Regions from separate parts of the Sus scrofa genome. Here region 1 is linked to region 2. The links are chromatin contacts, called in public HiChIP or PLAC-seq maps. All regions are on one chromosome and are shown on one strand. The core of a region is the stretch at or near the end of the contact, and the rest is flanking DNA. Distances in the headings are between cores, read along the strand shown.

Region 1 (7,886 bases), core at 1,082-3,581, 750 kb before region 2:
TCTCTACCCCAGGCCATCCCAGGCCCAGCCATCCCAGGCCCAGGCCCCAAGGAATGGGCCGTGTGTCCCACAGAGAAAAACACTGGGTGGAGGGGAACTAGAAACCAGGCAGCGGGCCAAAGGGAACTGGGACAAAGGAAGCTAGGCAGTGAGCCAACTAGAAGCGAGGCAGAAAGGCTGAGGGTGCAGGGCTGTGCCTGCTGCCTCCTTTCTATCCCTACAGGTGCTTTGATTTTCTAACAAGAATCTCTGCCTCTCTGTCTTTGCCTCTGTACTTGGCAGTGGGTGAGAGCTGGCATTGGGAAGATCCCAAGTCCATTGGAACCAAGCCGGCCTTCAGCAGGAGAGAAAAGGCGTGGACGATGGCCATCCCAGAGTTCCCCGCACTCCCTAGCACCAGTGACCCCTCTGATCTTGTTCAACGAACACAGCTGTGCCCTTACTGTGTGCAAGGCTAGAGCCAGACCACTGGACCAAGAGATGCTAGGGGACAATGCATGCCTTGTGCATCTCTGCATGGCAATGGTTCATTGGACACCTACTGTGTGCAAGACCCGGTGGGAGGCAACTGGGACACAGATCTCTTTCAACCCTCACAGAAGCCCCCTGGAATAAGAACAATAAGAGTAATAATACCAGCACTTCCTCTGTGTTGGATACTCCCAGCTTTACCATGCTGTAGTCGAGTGACCTGGAAAAAGTCCTTTCCTATCCGTGCCTTGGGTTCCCCATCAGCAAAGATCAGTCTTCACAACAACCTCATGAGGTAGGTCTTAATATTAACAACCCAGTTTCACAGATGAGGAAACTGAGGTTCAGGGATGTTTAGAACTTGATGGACGCTCAGCCAGAGGATGTTGTCGCGGGGGCTTGTAACCTGGCAGGCTCATTGAACCCCCAGGCTCTTTGCTTTTTTTTTTGGCCATACCTGCGGCATATGGAAGTTCTCAGGCTAGGGGTCCAATCGGAGCTACAGCTGCCAACCTACACCAGAGCCACAGCAACGCCAGATCCAAGGTGTGTCTGTGACCTACACCCACAGCTCATGGCAACGCCAGATCTTCAACCCACTGAGCAAGGCCAGGGACTGAACCCGTGTCCTTATGGATACTAGTCAGATTCGTTTCCACTGAGCCATGATGGGAACTCCTCATTGCCTTTCTAGGTGGGAGTGGCCCAGGCTTCTGTAAGGCTGTAGCCTGGTTAGCGGCCTGTGGTGGAATAGAAACACTCCCAGACTGAAGAGTCGTAAAGAGGAAGCAGAAAGAGCAGTTCTAAGGCTCTGAGCAATGATTTCTGCTCCGGGCCTCCTGCCAGCTGAGGGCGGCAGCATGGCCCCTGGGTGCATGGCCCGGGCTGTGCCTTCTGGCCACCAAGACCAGATCCCTTTGTCTACAGGGACCACGTCTTTCCTGGAAGCAAACTCCAGCAAGAATCCATCACACGAGTCTCTTTAATACGGGACCATAGCGGCCCAGAGGCCAATCTCTTCAACCACAGTTTGACAAAAGGATCAGAAAAGAGGCTCAAAGAAATGGTTCTTGACCCTTGGAAAAGCAGATGGCCTGCCAAAGCATTGCAATTCGGAGAGCCTTGCCTGCCGGGGCTGGAGCCAGCCTGCCCCCTCCAGTGTGGCTGTCAATCTGCCTGGCTTCCTGCAGGGAGACAGTGGAAGGAGCCTCGAAGTCCGGGATGGACCCGGCAGTCGGCCGACGTTCTGTCACTTGCACCTGCAGTCGCCTGGCGAGATCAAAATGACGAATCTCATTGAACAGATTAGGAAACTGAGGCCCAGAGAGGCCAAGCAATTTGTCTAAGGTCACGAAGCTAATGCCCGAAAGAGCTGGGATGGAGACACGGGTCTCCCAGGCTGCGGGAGCCCATCAAGAAGACCAAACCTCTGAGCCCAGCCCAGCGCTCGCTCTCCTTAGGGATGGTCCCAGGGTTGCTTCTGAGCAGGACCAATTACCCGGGTTGAGCAAAGCAAACCTTCCTTTTCCTCGCAAACCTACAGCTGGTCCTGGGGCCCCTCGGGAGGCCTTTCCCAACCAGGTCAGCTGATGGGTGACCCGGGGCGGAACCTGATTCCCGCTGTTTCATCAAAGCTGAGCTAAAAACAGCCTTGCTGTGGCAGTGGAAAAAATTGAAACTCCCAGCTTCCTCTTAAGGCTCTTAAACAGGTCAGCCCACCGAAAAACCCAATCCTTCAATCTGGGTTCTCTTCAAAAGTAGGGCAGGCCAATTATGTTTTAGTGTCCTGAGCGACATAGGGCTGGGAGGGGGGGAAGGTCAGGCGGGGGCGCCCGGGGGGCCGCCGGCAGATGGGAGACGGAGGAGCCAGCCAGCCTCTCCCATCAGCCTCTTTGTCAAAACAAAATTAAAACGCCTGGACTCTCGCTGGCACTGAGATCCCATCCAAGGTAATAGGAATTTATCTTAGTGTGTTCGGCTTTGGGCTCGATGCCATGGGGATATGAAAACTGGAAGTCATCTTGTTCCCTGCTCTGTCTCACACCCCACACAGTGTCTCACACATAGAAGACATTTAAGGAATATCTGTCCATTCATTCCTTCCATCTATTTCTACTGAGCACCTACTATGTGTCAGGGCCTGTCCTAGGTGCTGGGGCTACAGCCGTGAACAGTACAGACAAAATCGCTGTGCTCATGGAGCTGATGTGCTAGCTCAGGGAGACAGACCATTAACATCTGTCATCTCCTTGAGAATTCCTCCAAACAGTGCTATGAGATGAGCAACAGTATGTAAATGACCCATGATGGAACAGAAACTCAGAGTCAAAGACAAGGTCTCCTCTTTACTGGTTTATTTACAGTCTGTGTAAGAAAGTTAAACTGTTCAATGGCTGTTCTTTTTTCATAGTGATGGAAACCCTGATGGCTACACACAAGGCTGCATAAAAGAAAGACTACATTTCGCAGTCACTCTTGCAGCGGGGGCTGGCAGGGTGGGGGGTGACCATGTGACTACATTCTGGCCCATGGAATGTAAATAGAGGTGTTGCGACAACTTCCTGAAGGGTCCTTAAAGGGAGGGGGTGTGTCCTTCTCCTTCCCCTTCCTTCTTCCTCTTGGCTGGAATGTAGTCTCAAGGGCTGGAGCCGGAGCAGCCTTCTTAGACTTTGAGGTGACCCTAAGAATGGAGGTCACACACAGTAGAGCATCGAAAGTGAAGGAGCTTAGGTCCCTGCCACCATGGAACACCCTACATGCTCTAAAGTTGTTACATGGGACACTTAGGAGAAAGAAAACTAAACTTTCAGCGAGTTTCAGACAGCTATTTTGAGTTTTCTGGCTTGTAGCTCAAACAAATTCTAACTGATATGGTTTCGGACAACAGAGTAGCATGGACCATGGGGAATAGACAGGTCATTCCCTGTTTAAATGCTGCCACCACTTATGGCAGGCAATTGATATAATTTGGGAATATCCAGTAAAAGGGTCACACCAGAGCTTTTTAAAGAGAAGCCAAAAATCAAGATCTGTATGTAAAAATCTAACTTTTGAATGTTTGTCATTGATTTAATTTTAAGCTTTTTTTTTTTTTAACTAAAAATATTTTAGAGTTTCCTAGTGGCCTAGCAGTTAAGGACTTGGCATTGTTATTGCTGTGGCTAGGGTTTGATCCCTGGCCCAGGAACTTCTGTATGCTGTGGGCATGGCCAAGAAAAAATTTCAAGATCAATTAATCAGAACTTTTTCATTGCTGTCTTTGACCTGTAAGTCCTGGTTTGTCAGGGAGGCCCCCGGAGAGGCAGGACTTACAGGGAAAACTGCAGGAGTAAGGAGGGGGCAGAGCTGGGACCATCAGATGCTCAGAGTCGATCCCGCCATGGAGGACTTGCAGTGGCAGCCACCTGCCTGTGTGAGTCCCCACTCCAAGCCCCACTGGGTTTAAGCTTCTGGACTGAGCATCTGGGATTCTCAACAAGGCCAAAACAGAAACAGTCCTGTTTAACACACGCACACACACACACACACACATACACACACACGATCGGTGAGAGCGGGGCCCGCAGAAGTGAGCAGTGGTCCAGCAGCCTGGTGAATGGTCACGAACACAACCCTTTCAACCCAAGCCTCTACCATCTGTTCCTTCCACTAACTGCCAAGCTAAAGAGGAGCTGTGTCCTTGGTGGTGGTGCTGGGAAAGGGAGAATGAAGAAGAAACCAACTGTCCACCACTTGTGTTTGGGAGGGAGGGCCAAGGGCTCTCCCTGTGTCCAGAGCGATATCATGGAACAGTCACACTCGCCCGAGGAAATGCCAATTGCTGCGTGAGGTGTGACCCGCAGTCCTGGTTTGGGAAGAGCCATCTCCAGACACGACGCCCAGCCCCTGGCTCTGAGAAGGGTCTTCCACGGGACAGGTTACCTTTCCCCACACAACTTCCAGACCCACAACCTGTGCCTGCAGGGAGCTTCAGGTGCCAGTGTTGGCGGTAAGAAGAGCAGGAACTCCAGCCTGGCTTTGAAGCCTGACTCCTCCACTGAGTAGCTGCGGGATCCTGAGCAAGTTACTCTCCTGCTCTGTGCCTCTGTTTCCCCATCTAAAATCTGGGAGAGTCATACACTTCTCCTCCAGTCTTTTGCCAAGGTTAAATGAGATAAGACACAGAACGTGTGTGCTTAAGGCTGGGCCTAGCTGGGCTGTGCTTTCGTTTTGATGGCCTCCTTTCCTATTGGTGTCTAATCTGTCTTCCAATCACGCGGCTCGCTTCTGCTGGTTTTTGAGAGAATTGGGTAGGGCTGTGGTCCTCCCCCGAGGCTGGGTGGGGGAAGGGAAAGAACCAGGAGGTTCCAGGAACACGCAGCCATCGGGTGGGTGCTGCTCTTGACAACACTCAAGACCCCAAACACTGGGAATTCACTTTTTTTTGTCTTTTTAGGGCCTCACTTATGGCATATGGAGGTTCCCAGGCTAGGGATTGAATCAGAGCTGTAGCCGCCAGCCTACGCCACAGCCACAGGAACGCCAGGTCCAAGCCCCGTCTGCAACCTACACCACAGCTCACGGCCACACCGGATTCTGAACCCACTGAGCCAGGCCAGGGATGGAACCTGCATCCTCATGAATACTAGTCGGGTTCATTAACCGCTGAGCCACAGCGGGAACTCCAGGTATTCACCCTTTCGAATGAGTTCTGGGTGTTCGCATCTTCTTCCTGGCTTTGGGGTCTCCTGGATCTGATGGTGTTCATTATCGGGGCTAAGGAGTGGCTCAGTGCCAGGAGCACGGGTGGGTGGCATCTCACAGACACGCAGTCAGATCTCAGCTCTGTCCCTTGGAAGCACTGTGACTTCAGGTAGGTGGCTTAACCTCTCTGTGCTTACGTCTTGTAATGTGTAAAGTCAAGTACTCTAAGGCTCACGTCCCAGGACAGAGGTGAGGGATGAGATGATCGCATGGTCCTTGCTCGTAGACCTCAGAATAGAGGGGTCCTGGGAAAAAACTGGCTTGAACAAGACTAGCCACTGATCACTGAACAGGTACTGGTTCTAAGCATCCTATACTCATCACCTCTCATCTTCACCAAACCTGGAGGGGCAGGCACGGTACACATGTAAAACCTGAGGCTCCGTGAAAGGATGCGACCTACCCGAGATCACACAGAGCGTGAGCGTGAGCAGCAGAGAGAGATGTCGCCAGTTCTGGACAATGGAACAAAAGGTGGGCCCTGTTGTTTAAGGTGAGCTATGTCAGCCAGGGTGTCCATCTGTATCCCCATGACCTAGAATGTGCTGGTGTTCAATGCCTGTTTGTTGCAGGATAACAGGTAACACACAGCACTTGGTGTGTGCCAGGCACTGCTCTAAGCGCTTTACATGTATTAGCTCATTTAATCCCCTCACAACCCCGTGGTTGTTAATTATGTGCTAAGACTATATTACGCACTGTTATGAATATTTCTGTTAAGAGCCGAGGAAACTGAGGCACAGAGAGGTTAAGTAACCTGCCCAAGGTCACACTGAATGACTGGCTATTCCATTATCAGTACAAGAGGCAAGAGAAAATCAAGGACTTTCCTGGGAGGAATTGGCTTCCTAGGGAGGCACTGAGGCCGGGACTTAGGGAAGAGGTTAAATTAGAGACCTGCTATGGCGTGGAGGGGCAGGGCTTCACACTAGACAGTAGAGGACTGCTCATGCCACTGGTCAAGGTCAGAGAGGACAAATGATAAAAAGAGAGTCTCTGCAGAGCTCTGAGCACAAGAAGGACCCTCTCAGTCCCTGAGCAAGGGGTAAGAAGGTAGCTGTGGTTTCTGGAAGGCACTGGGGGACCTTTCCCAACAGCAGCAGGGGGGACCCCATTCCCCCAGTTCAGCTTTGGAACTCACTCTCTATAGCCTTGGCAGTGACCACATGCTGGGAGGGAGGGGACAGATGACAGCTCTGCTTTGACAAAGCCCAGGGTCTCTAGGGCATCCTAACCCTGTGCTCTCATCATTGCCTGGCAGAGCCCAGGCCCAGTGACTGGCAAGGCTGAGGACCCCAATTGGCCTCTGTCATACCTCTGTCTCAGGCTGGCTGTGGGTCTTGGTTTCCCATCAGGGACTCTGCCTTCCAGAAAGTGACCCTGATAGGCAAGCAGGAATCCCTATGCTGATGCATGACAGGGCTTTGTGTTTCCAGCGTAACAAACCACTGAATGACTTTTCTGTGTCAGGATCTATGCTGGAAGCTTCAATGCAGGATCTCATTCGAACTCCCATGTATCCATCCATCTGTCTATCCATCCATCTGTCCATCCATCCAAATATCCATCTACCCATCCATCATCCATCTATCCATCCATCCATCTATCCATCCATCCATTCACCCATCTATCCATCCTTCTGTCTATCCATCCAATTATCCAGCCACTCATCCATCTACCATCCATCCCTCTATCCATCCATCCAACTCTCCATTCACCCACCCACACAACCATTCATCCATCCATTTGTCTATGTATCCAACAGTTCTACATTGAATGTCTGCCATGTTCCACTCAATGGCACATAGAGTAATTACTAGAGAGACAAGAGTAAACAAGACGTGCATAATCCCTGTCCCCACGGAACTTACTTTCTCATGCTCCAGACTGGGTTGGAACTAACCACCTAAATACATGCTTAATTGACAGTGAGATGAATTTCATGAGGCATCCAGGGTGCTCTTAGAATTGACAATGGGAGGACAGCTGGCCAAGCTGCACTGGAACACTGGGAAAGGCTTTCTGAAGGAGGGACATGAACAGAGGCCAGAAGGTGGAGCAGGAAGTGACAGGTGAGGTGTGGGGGAGGGTTCCAGGTAGAGGGAACCAGATATGGGAAACATCAGGGAGGGTAGAGGAGTGGTGGTCACTGAAGAAGTGAGGGAAGGTCCAGGGAGCAGAGGGACGGTGCCACAAGATGCAGAAGGTGACACAGGCAGGGGTCCAGCCATGACCTCCTGGGTCATGTTGAAGAGTTTGGCTTTTCTCCTAAGAACAGAGGCCAGCACTGACCATAGTTGAGGAGAGTGAGGATGGAGGGGGTGAGTCTGCATTTTCAGCCCTGGAGAGGCGAGAACGGGATGAGGAGGGTCAAGATTAGGCACGGGGCAGTCTCGTCGTGGCACAGTGGTTAACGAATCAGACTGGGAACCGTGAGGTTGAGGGTTCGATCCCTGGCCTTGCTCAGTGGATTAAGGATCCAGCGTTGCTGTGAGCTGTGGTGTAGGTTGCAGATGCAGCTCGGATCTGGCGTTGCTGTGGCTGTGGTGTAGGCCAGTAGCTACAGCTCCTATTGGACCCCTAGCCTGGGAACCTCCATATGCCGGGGAAGCAGCCCTAGAAAAGGCAAAAGACAAAAAAAAAAAAAAAAAAAAAAAAAAGATTAGGCATGG
Region 2 (7,908 bases), core at 4,914-7,413:
CCAAGGAAAGACCTCCCCTACTACCCCACCTCCCTGGAAGGCTGCTGTTTGGGAAGCAGGTGGGTCTGGGCCCATGGCCAGAGAGAAAGTCCTTATGGTTAGAAATTCTAAGATCTCCACCATATCATTTATCTGCTGAGGAAGAGTCCCAAGCCCCCAGCTTGAGAATGTGAAGGACACAGGTCCTCCAGCAGCCCCCAGGGACCCCAGCCCTGGGGTCAAGGTAAGGGGCCTGCCTAGTATTTCTCAGAGGGCTCTGTGGGCCCCTTGCATCCCCTGAGGACAGAGCACTGTTAAAAAGCAGATTGTGGGGTTCCCGCTGTGGCTCAGTAGGTTAGGGCCCGGACATTGTCTTTTTAAGGATGTAGGTTTCATCTCTGGCCTGGCTCACGGGGTTAAGGAGCTGGCATTGCTGTGGCTGTGGCTGTGGCATAGGCCCCAGCTGCAGCACTGATTCAACCCCTGGACTAGGTACTTCTGTATGCCACAGATGTGGCTGTAAAAAGGAAAAAAAAAAAAAAAAAAAAAAAAAACAGATTGCCAGGCCCCACCCAAACCCTGAACCTGGGAGTAAGGCCCTGGTATCTGCAATTTAACCTACTACACATGATCCTGATGCCCATCAAGCCCGAGAACCACAACGGGAGAGGCCCAGATCAGCTTCCCCTGCCTCCTGCCTAGAGAGGAGCCCATGGTTCCCTCTCAGTCCCCAGTAAGAAGGCAGGGGGCTGGGAAAGTGGCCGTGGGGAATTGGGAGGGACAGCCAGAGGCTGAGGACAGGGCTGATCCAGGCCTGGAGTCCCACCTGCTCACAGTCTTCAGAGCTGGGCTGGGACACACGATCCTGCCCTCCTATGGAGAGGCTCCCCAGGGGGCGTGGTGGCTTCACAGTCAAGGCCCCCTCTTTCCCCTGACCTGGAACACATTGCCCCTTCCAAGTACAGAAGCAGGAAGGGGCTTGTTCCTGGGCTTTGCCTGGGCCATTCCTCCAAGTGCAGCCACCTTTTCCATCTCCCCTGGCTTCTGCACCCCAGCTCCCAACCCACCTCCTGGGATCAGGCCCATCAATCCCCCACCCCCACCGTGTCAGGCAGGCAGCCATAGGTACATGGGCCCAGGTTTACAAAAAGGCATTTATGTCTTTGTTTTTGGCTGTGGCCCTGGCATGTGGAAATTCCCAGGCCAGGGATCGAACCCATGCCCCGGCAGCAACCCAAGCCGCTGCAGTGACAACACCAGATTTCGAGCCCACTGCACTACAAGGGAATTGTATGTCTTCATTTCGGATAAATTGTTTCATACTCTGTGTCTCCTCCTGGGCCACAAAGGTTCCCGGAGCCTGGGTCGGGTCTTCCTGTTCCCATGTACCCCAGCCCACACCCTAAGACAGGGGTTGGGCACACGGTAGGTGTCACAGATGCTTAACTTTTTTGCTAGCAAGACATCAAGGCTATTTTCTGTGGGCCCACCCATGAGGGCCCAGACTCAAGGAGGCCAGGGTTCAGGAGAGACCTGTTCTGCCCCAGGGCTTCCTGGAGATTTGGGAAGCCTGTCTGTGTGAAGACTCTTAGCTGTGGGTGCTGCTCTGGCCTGCACCCCTTTCGAAGAGGGGATCCCCAAACTTTGAACGGGGCAAGAGGCACTTGGGAAACTTGGAGTTGGAGGCCCCCCCCCCAAATCCAGCCCGGGCCTGGGGCCCCTGCCTAGCCCCTGCCCTGCCTGTAGGCAGGGCTCACTGACAGGTTGAGCCCACTTGCCTGTCTGTGTCTTCTCAAAAGGAACTTGAGAGGGACCCAGTCGCCTCCCATTAAATCCCACATCTCGGCATGGATAGACTCTGCCTTCAGATGGCTTCTACAGAACAGGGCAAGGCTGTCACAGAAAAGAAGGAACCAATCTTCCTCCTCTTGGCTTTCGTGGCTCCCGCCACGAAATCCGCAGAGTGAACTCTGTTTCAGGCAGAAACACAGGAAGCAACCATCGCATGGATGGCATTTTGAAAGGCTTGGAAAGACGCCTTCCAGGCAGCTCTGTCTCTGCCCGTCTACTCACTTCCCCAGGGCAGAGGGCTGTGGGGGTCTAAGATTGGTCTGAGAAGCATCCTGTAGGGCAGGGAGATCGGACTGACTTGACAGCCTGTTTTGCCAACTCTCATCAGTGGGCTGGGTCACCCAAGCACTGTGTTGAGGAGGATTCCAAATCTATGGGCTCCATCTGCCATAGGCCTGGCGTGGAGGCAGCACCTGTCCAGGCACTAACCACGCCCATGCTGAGCTGAGGGCTCTCCGCGGCCAATCAGCAATGCCGGTGGGTTACTGCCCCGTCTCGCGATTACTTCCGCCCCTTCTCGCTCCCCACACGTTCCTGGGAATCACCGCTGCTTCCAGGAGACTCTCAGGCCCGGCCCACGCGCTGCCCCACCCCACTTACAGGTGCCCTAGCTGGGGTGAGAGACGCCCCACCCCCTCACCTTGGGCTGGAAGGACACTCGGTGCTTGGTGGGCTCCACCTCCGGCTTGGCCTCCTCCGCGGAGTCCTCGCTGTAGCTCTCAAACTCGCTGGAGCTCCAGCCTAGGTCCTCCGCCTCCCGGGGCGCCCCGTCCCGGTGCACATCCTCGTAGAGCAGGTTCCTCTCCGCCCCTGCTGGCCAAGAGACGGGGCTGGTGAGCAGAGGCCCCGAGGCCAAGCCCACCAGGCTCAATTTCGGAACCCAAGCGGGCACGTAGGGGGGTGGGTCAGAGTGGACCTCCAGCTCCGCTTCCTCCTCCGAAAGAGGGACGCAGTGAGAACACGACATCCACCTTGTAGAGGGGAGGACGTGGGAAATGCAGAAAAAGCTCAAGAAATGTGTCTGGCACACAACAGGCTCCATAACTTCCTCCACTATCAGAATCACTTTTCTGGGATCTGAGCGCTCTTTCTGGGCCTCTTTGGCATTTTTTAGTGGAAAAAACGAGACCAAGGAACAAGTCCTGACTCAGGTGCTCAGCTCTGGCCTCAGCATCCTCAGGGGTAAAATGGAGATGGTCCATTGAATGAGTCAATCCCTCACCCCAAATCTGAGTTTCCCGTCAGGGTCCAGGATGGTCCAGTAGGGGGCGCGCCGGGCCCAGCATCCTGGAGCGTTCCCTTTTCTTCCCCGGCCATACAGGAAATGCCTTGAACCAAAAACTGGGGGACAGAGGCCTGATAGTCCACTGGCCTGAAGGGACAGGTGACACCAGGACCAGGGACTCTTGGGGTCCTTGTCAAGTGGGGTTTGAGACCCTGCTTCCAGACAGATGTGGGAAAGACGCTCCCCCAGGCCCAGAAGACAGGGCTCCAGCTCTATCGCTGGATGCTCTCAGCACCCCCTTGACCCCTGGGCTGCACTTCCTGGGCTGATACCTGGAGAAAAACTGAACTGCAGGCCTCACTAATGTGAGGCCAGACTCCAAAAGGGCACGAAGGTGAAAATGCTTTTTTGTCAACACAGAAGAAATACGGCACTGGGAAGGATTTAAGAAAAAAAAATCTGCTCAGAAACCACACATGCTGAAGAGCAGAGAGCTGTGGTCAATCAGAGGCCTCTCTGCAAAATGGGGATGATAACAAGCCGAAAGGTGGAGTTAGATAAAATATACTTTAGCAAGGAGCCTGGCACATGGCAGGCGCTCAGCAAAGAGCAACTGATCCTGACTCGCGGGGGCTCTGGGTGGGCTCGGGTATCTCCACGCTGACCCAAAGCCTCCCCCTCCCCCGCACAGGAAGCTGGGTAGGGGAGAGGTCTGGGAAGATTGTCAGCCAAAGAGCAAAACAGACACACGGGGCTTAGCTGAAGGCTTGGATCCCAGAATTAGGAGGGAGCCCGAGGTTATTTTTAAGCAAAAGATGATACTGACTAACGTCTCCAGGGAACAGAGCAGCTGGTGACCAAGCTGTAACCTTTATAAGGCTGGGCTGATTGTCCTATGCCTGCAGCGGAGGCCCCGTGACCCAGGAGCCCAGTTTGGGGCTGCCCCCGAGGAAGAACCACACTACAAGCAGCATCTGCTTCTCCCGGCTTCCAAGGGGCATTGGCCCCGCCCACCCACATCTACATGCCGGATTCTCCCAGCAGCCCTCTGGGGCCAGCAGGGTGCAAATCATCACCCTCTCCTATTAGTCAAATGAGGAAACGATGCCCAGGGAAGACAGGTGTTGGCCCAAGGTCAGGCAGTGAGCAGGGAGGGGGCTCCATCCATTGTCTTCGATGAAGGCTCCACCATGCTCCTGATCCCCCGGGCTCCTCTCTCCAGTGGAGACAGGGTCACAGATTCCTGAGTCGGTGCCAACTCTTCAGCTTTCTTGGGCCTCAGAGCAGTCTGGTCCCTGCCCTCTGCCTCCCCTGCCTCCTGGGGGCCTGGCGCTTCCCTAATGCTCAAGATCACGGCCCCCTTTCAAAGCTCTTACCATCGCCCGCCCATGCTCTACATCAGTCATCTCCTGGCGTCCTCACAACCCCCAAGGAGAAAGCTATTATTGCCCAATTGGGCAGATGCCTTGACTGAGGCCTGAGGGATTAAGCAGAAGTCCTCTGGTGCAATCCTCCCCAAAGGCCTATGAGGTCAGAATGATAATCTGATTCCACATGAAGAAACCGAGGCCCAAAGCACAGAGAATCAGCAGCAGCCAGGATTTGAACCCAGGGCTGTGTGTGTCCACTGGCCCATGCTGCCTGCATCTCGGCGGAAAACCTCGTCACAGGCTGCACAGGTCAGTGCTGGGCCCCGGCAGGTATGACACTCCTAACAACAGCATCCTTGTGCCGTGCACCTGCTGAGGGCCGGCCACAGCCTCTGGGACCCAATCCTCCCACAGCTCTGAGAGTGGGGGGTCCTGGGGCAGGGGTTCTGGTCCTCAAATTGTAGGTGCAGAGCTGGCTCCCAGACCACCTGCTCTTGTCTGCCTCAGAGTAAACTGCAGGACATGCCAGACCCCACATCCTGAGGACACGATGGTGCCCAGTGCAGACTGTGGCCAAGTCTTCAGTGGTTGATTTGATTCAGATGGGAGAACAGCCCAAATGGGTCAAATGACAGCCTCAGGCTGCTCAGATCTACCAGCTCTGGGACCTGCATACAGCCGCCCGTTCCCACTCTCCTGGATTTGCATGAGCTACAAGCAGGAACAGGCCCAGGTCCATTCGGGGCTTGCCAGATAGATGCGTGTATCACTGGCCCACCACCCCTGTTCCTGGAACAGACATCAGGAGTGTCCCTCTGTGGGCCCTCAGATGGAGTCGTGTTGTCTGTGTGTCTCTCCCATTGGATTATACGCTGCCCCAGGATGGTCCTGGTCGCCCCTGTCAGACTGAGAACTCCTCAAAGGCAGGGGATGTTTCCTCTTCTAGATGGGGAGCCCCTAAAGGCAGGCAGAATAGTAGGAAAAGCAGAGTCAGGCAAATGTCTATTCCAGTTCTGGCTGTGTGATGTGGGGCTGGTGGCTTAACCTCTCTGATGTGACTGTCACCTGGAGCCATAAACCCTGCCCCATCACGGGGTCACTGAATAGGGGGAGCAAATGTGCTTCATCCATCATAAAATGCCACCCAAGTCCTTTGGGGGGTAGGGCACAGAGCATTGGACTTGGATTCAGAATGACCCAGATTGGAATCCCCCCTCTACAGTTTCCTCCTCTCAAGAATAAGGAAGTAAGACTCTAAGCGAAGTTTGGGGACAAAACATGAAGAGCAGCTGGCATAAGGTGTTCCAGCAAAGATGGCTCTGGCTGTGAAGGGACATGAACTAGCCCTCCTCCCTGGAGAGTCCCCCCTCCAGCCAGGTGAGTATGTGGGGCCCAGTTCCGGCAGGACTCACCCTCCCCGGCTCTGTTCCCCTCTGTGGCCACCACCTCCCCGCCCTCCCTGCTCACCGCGGGCCTCGCCCCAGAGCAGGGCCCAGGCCTCACCGGTCAGCTTTAATAAACTGTCCTTCTCAACAGCTCTGGGGCTCTTAAACCATTTTCAGGAGGAATGGAGACGGAGACGTGAAAGAGTGGCCTGGGGACCCACAGCCCAGGGTGCCCCTGCCCTGGACGCCCTAACCCCTCCCCAGCCCCAGCCCGGCCCCGCCCTCCGCGGTCTCCCGACGCTCCCGGGAAGAGCGCAGGGGTTTTTTAAAGCAAGAAGGCGGGGCCATGGACTGGGTGGGGCCACGGAAGACGCGCAAGGAAAGACCCTCCCCCGGCCCCGCCCCCCCGCCCCCCGGTCCGTCGGGAGAGAAACAAGGACGCCCGAAGGAGACTTTACCGGATTGATGAGCGTCCAGGTTCTCGCAGGGGACGTCGTCGTAAATCACATCTTCCTCCAGGGCGGGGAAAGTAAACCTCTCGACTGGGAGAGAAGGGAGAGGAGGAGAGCTCGAGCCCGGCTCTGGCGGCCCAGGCGGGAGGCGGCAGCCGGAGTGACACCAGGACTGCACCAGCTGGCGGCTCCCTCCCGCCCGCATCCCCGCGGCTCAGCTGGGCCAGCATCCTGCAGCCCAGCCCCTGGGGAGCCCCGGCCTGCCACTGCGCTCAGAGGACCGGGTTCCGCTGCCTCTTCTCGCCCTCCAGCCCCTCCAAGGCGCCCTCCCAGTGACCGAAGCACACTCCATCCGCCTCCCGGCCACCCGCAGGCCGGCCCATCTGGCCGATGGCACTTGCAGGGAGCATGAAGCAGACCCAGCATTTGTGCCCTGGGGCCCGGAAGCCTCTTCTATTGCCCAGGCCCCCACGACTACCCCAGAAGGAGCCAGCTCCTACCCACCCAGAGGTGGGGGAGGGCAAGATGGCTGTAGGGAGTACAGGAAATGTCCCGGTGTAGGGAAAAGGATTTGGAGAGTGGGGTGAAGGGGTGTCCCACAGAACTCAGCCAGCGGGGTCCTGATTGGTGAAACATTCAGCAAATGAGCACATGGCTCCCCTATCATTTTGCTGGGCAGGCTAGGAGCAGGGCAGAGCTCACAGCCTGCCCCTGTTAGCAGCTCCAGGGATGGAACATTTAATGAGCTGTTCCCCCCCCCCCCCGCTCCGAAATTGTGCACCCAATCTCTGCCCCCTTTAGGGGCATGGAGCCCCTGCAGAGGTAGGGTTTGGAAAAGCAGTCCCCACCCTCAATGGGAGTCTGTCCTCACCTGCATAGGACCAGACTCTGAAGTCCCCACTGTCCTAATTGCATTGCTTCCTACGGTCCCAGGGCCCCCAGAGCCCAGTCAGATCTCCTCACCTGCCCACCCCACCCCTCCATGGATTCTGCCTCCCACACGGCTCTGAAACCTGCCCATCTCACTCCAGGTCCCTGGCTCCAGCCATCAGCCTCCCTCTCCTGGTCAGCCTCCAGCCCACCCACCTGTCTCAGAGCATCACCCCATCCCACAGTGACAGGACTGAAATGCACACATGGCCGCATGGCGCTCTCATGGCTTCCTAGGGCCTCTCGTGACTCCCTTTTGCCTTCAGGAAAGTGCAGCCTCCAAGGCCCCCCACACCCCAGGAGGAGCTGGGGAGAAGGCAGCCTCGCCTGGCCTGCTCACCCCTTGGGCCCTCCCTCCACCGCGCCCAGGTTGGCTGCTTCCCATGTGCCCGGCATCCCCTCGCCCTCGGGCTCCAGCACAGGCTCCCCCTCAGCCTGGCCACACTCACCCTGACCCCTGCTCCTTCACTCTCTGCCTTCAGGACTCCTGGGCTCTCCTAATCCCCCCCAACCCAGCACCTGTGGTATCTGCCTGCCTGTGTGTCTGGTTTAGCTCCCAGAGGGACCCCATCTTGGTCACCAGGGTACACCCACCACCAGATCACCTTCGGAAGTACTGAGGGGACAGAGGAACAGCTGAATGCATGACCTACTCCTGGGCCACAGATCTCATCAAGTGACAAAGGGGGCCACTCTCAAGGGTGGGCAATGGCCGA

The links. HiChIP or PLAC-seq counts read pairs in DNA pulled down with a chosen protein or histone mark.
Region 1: a contact with region 2 is called in an H3K27ac HiChIP or PLAC-seq map of alveolar macrophages. The contact joins two enhancer-like sites. A contact is called at or near these places in 1 of 47 Hi-C or Micro-C datasets (embryonic fibroblasts) and 1 of 2 datasets of contacts at active chromatin or transcription factors (alveolar macrophages).

Annotation. Positions count from the first base shown.
Region 1 is chr6:76,883,341-76,891,226 of Sscrofa11.1, reverse strand. The region is part of intron 3 of IGSF21 (immunoglobulin superfamily member 21); the gene reads right to left. Among named protein-coding and RNA genes, the nearest start is that of KLHDC7A, 130 kb to the left of the region's middle. Within about 2 kb of position 2,331, at least 9 of the 83 cell types and tissues checked have an H3K27ac peak or open chromatin away from gene starts, as enhancers often do. A contact at or near this core is called in alveolar macrophages, where this site is marked.
Region 2 is chr6:76,139,951-76,147,858 of Sscrofa11.1, reverse strand. ARHGEF10L (rho guanine nucleotide exchange factor 10-like protein) reads right to left here. Exons shown (of 27, transcript XM_021095452.1): 6 at 6,269-6,352; 7 at 2,471-2,640. Among named protein-coding and RNA genes, the nearest start is that of ARHGEF10L, 80 kb to the right of the region's middle. Within about 2 kb of position 6,163, at least 50 of the 83 cell types and tissues checked have an H3K27ac peak or open chromatin away from gene starts, as enhancers often do. A contact at or near this core is called in alveolar macrophages, where this site is marked.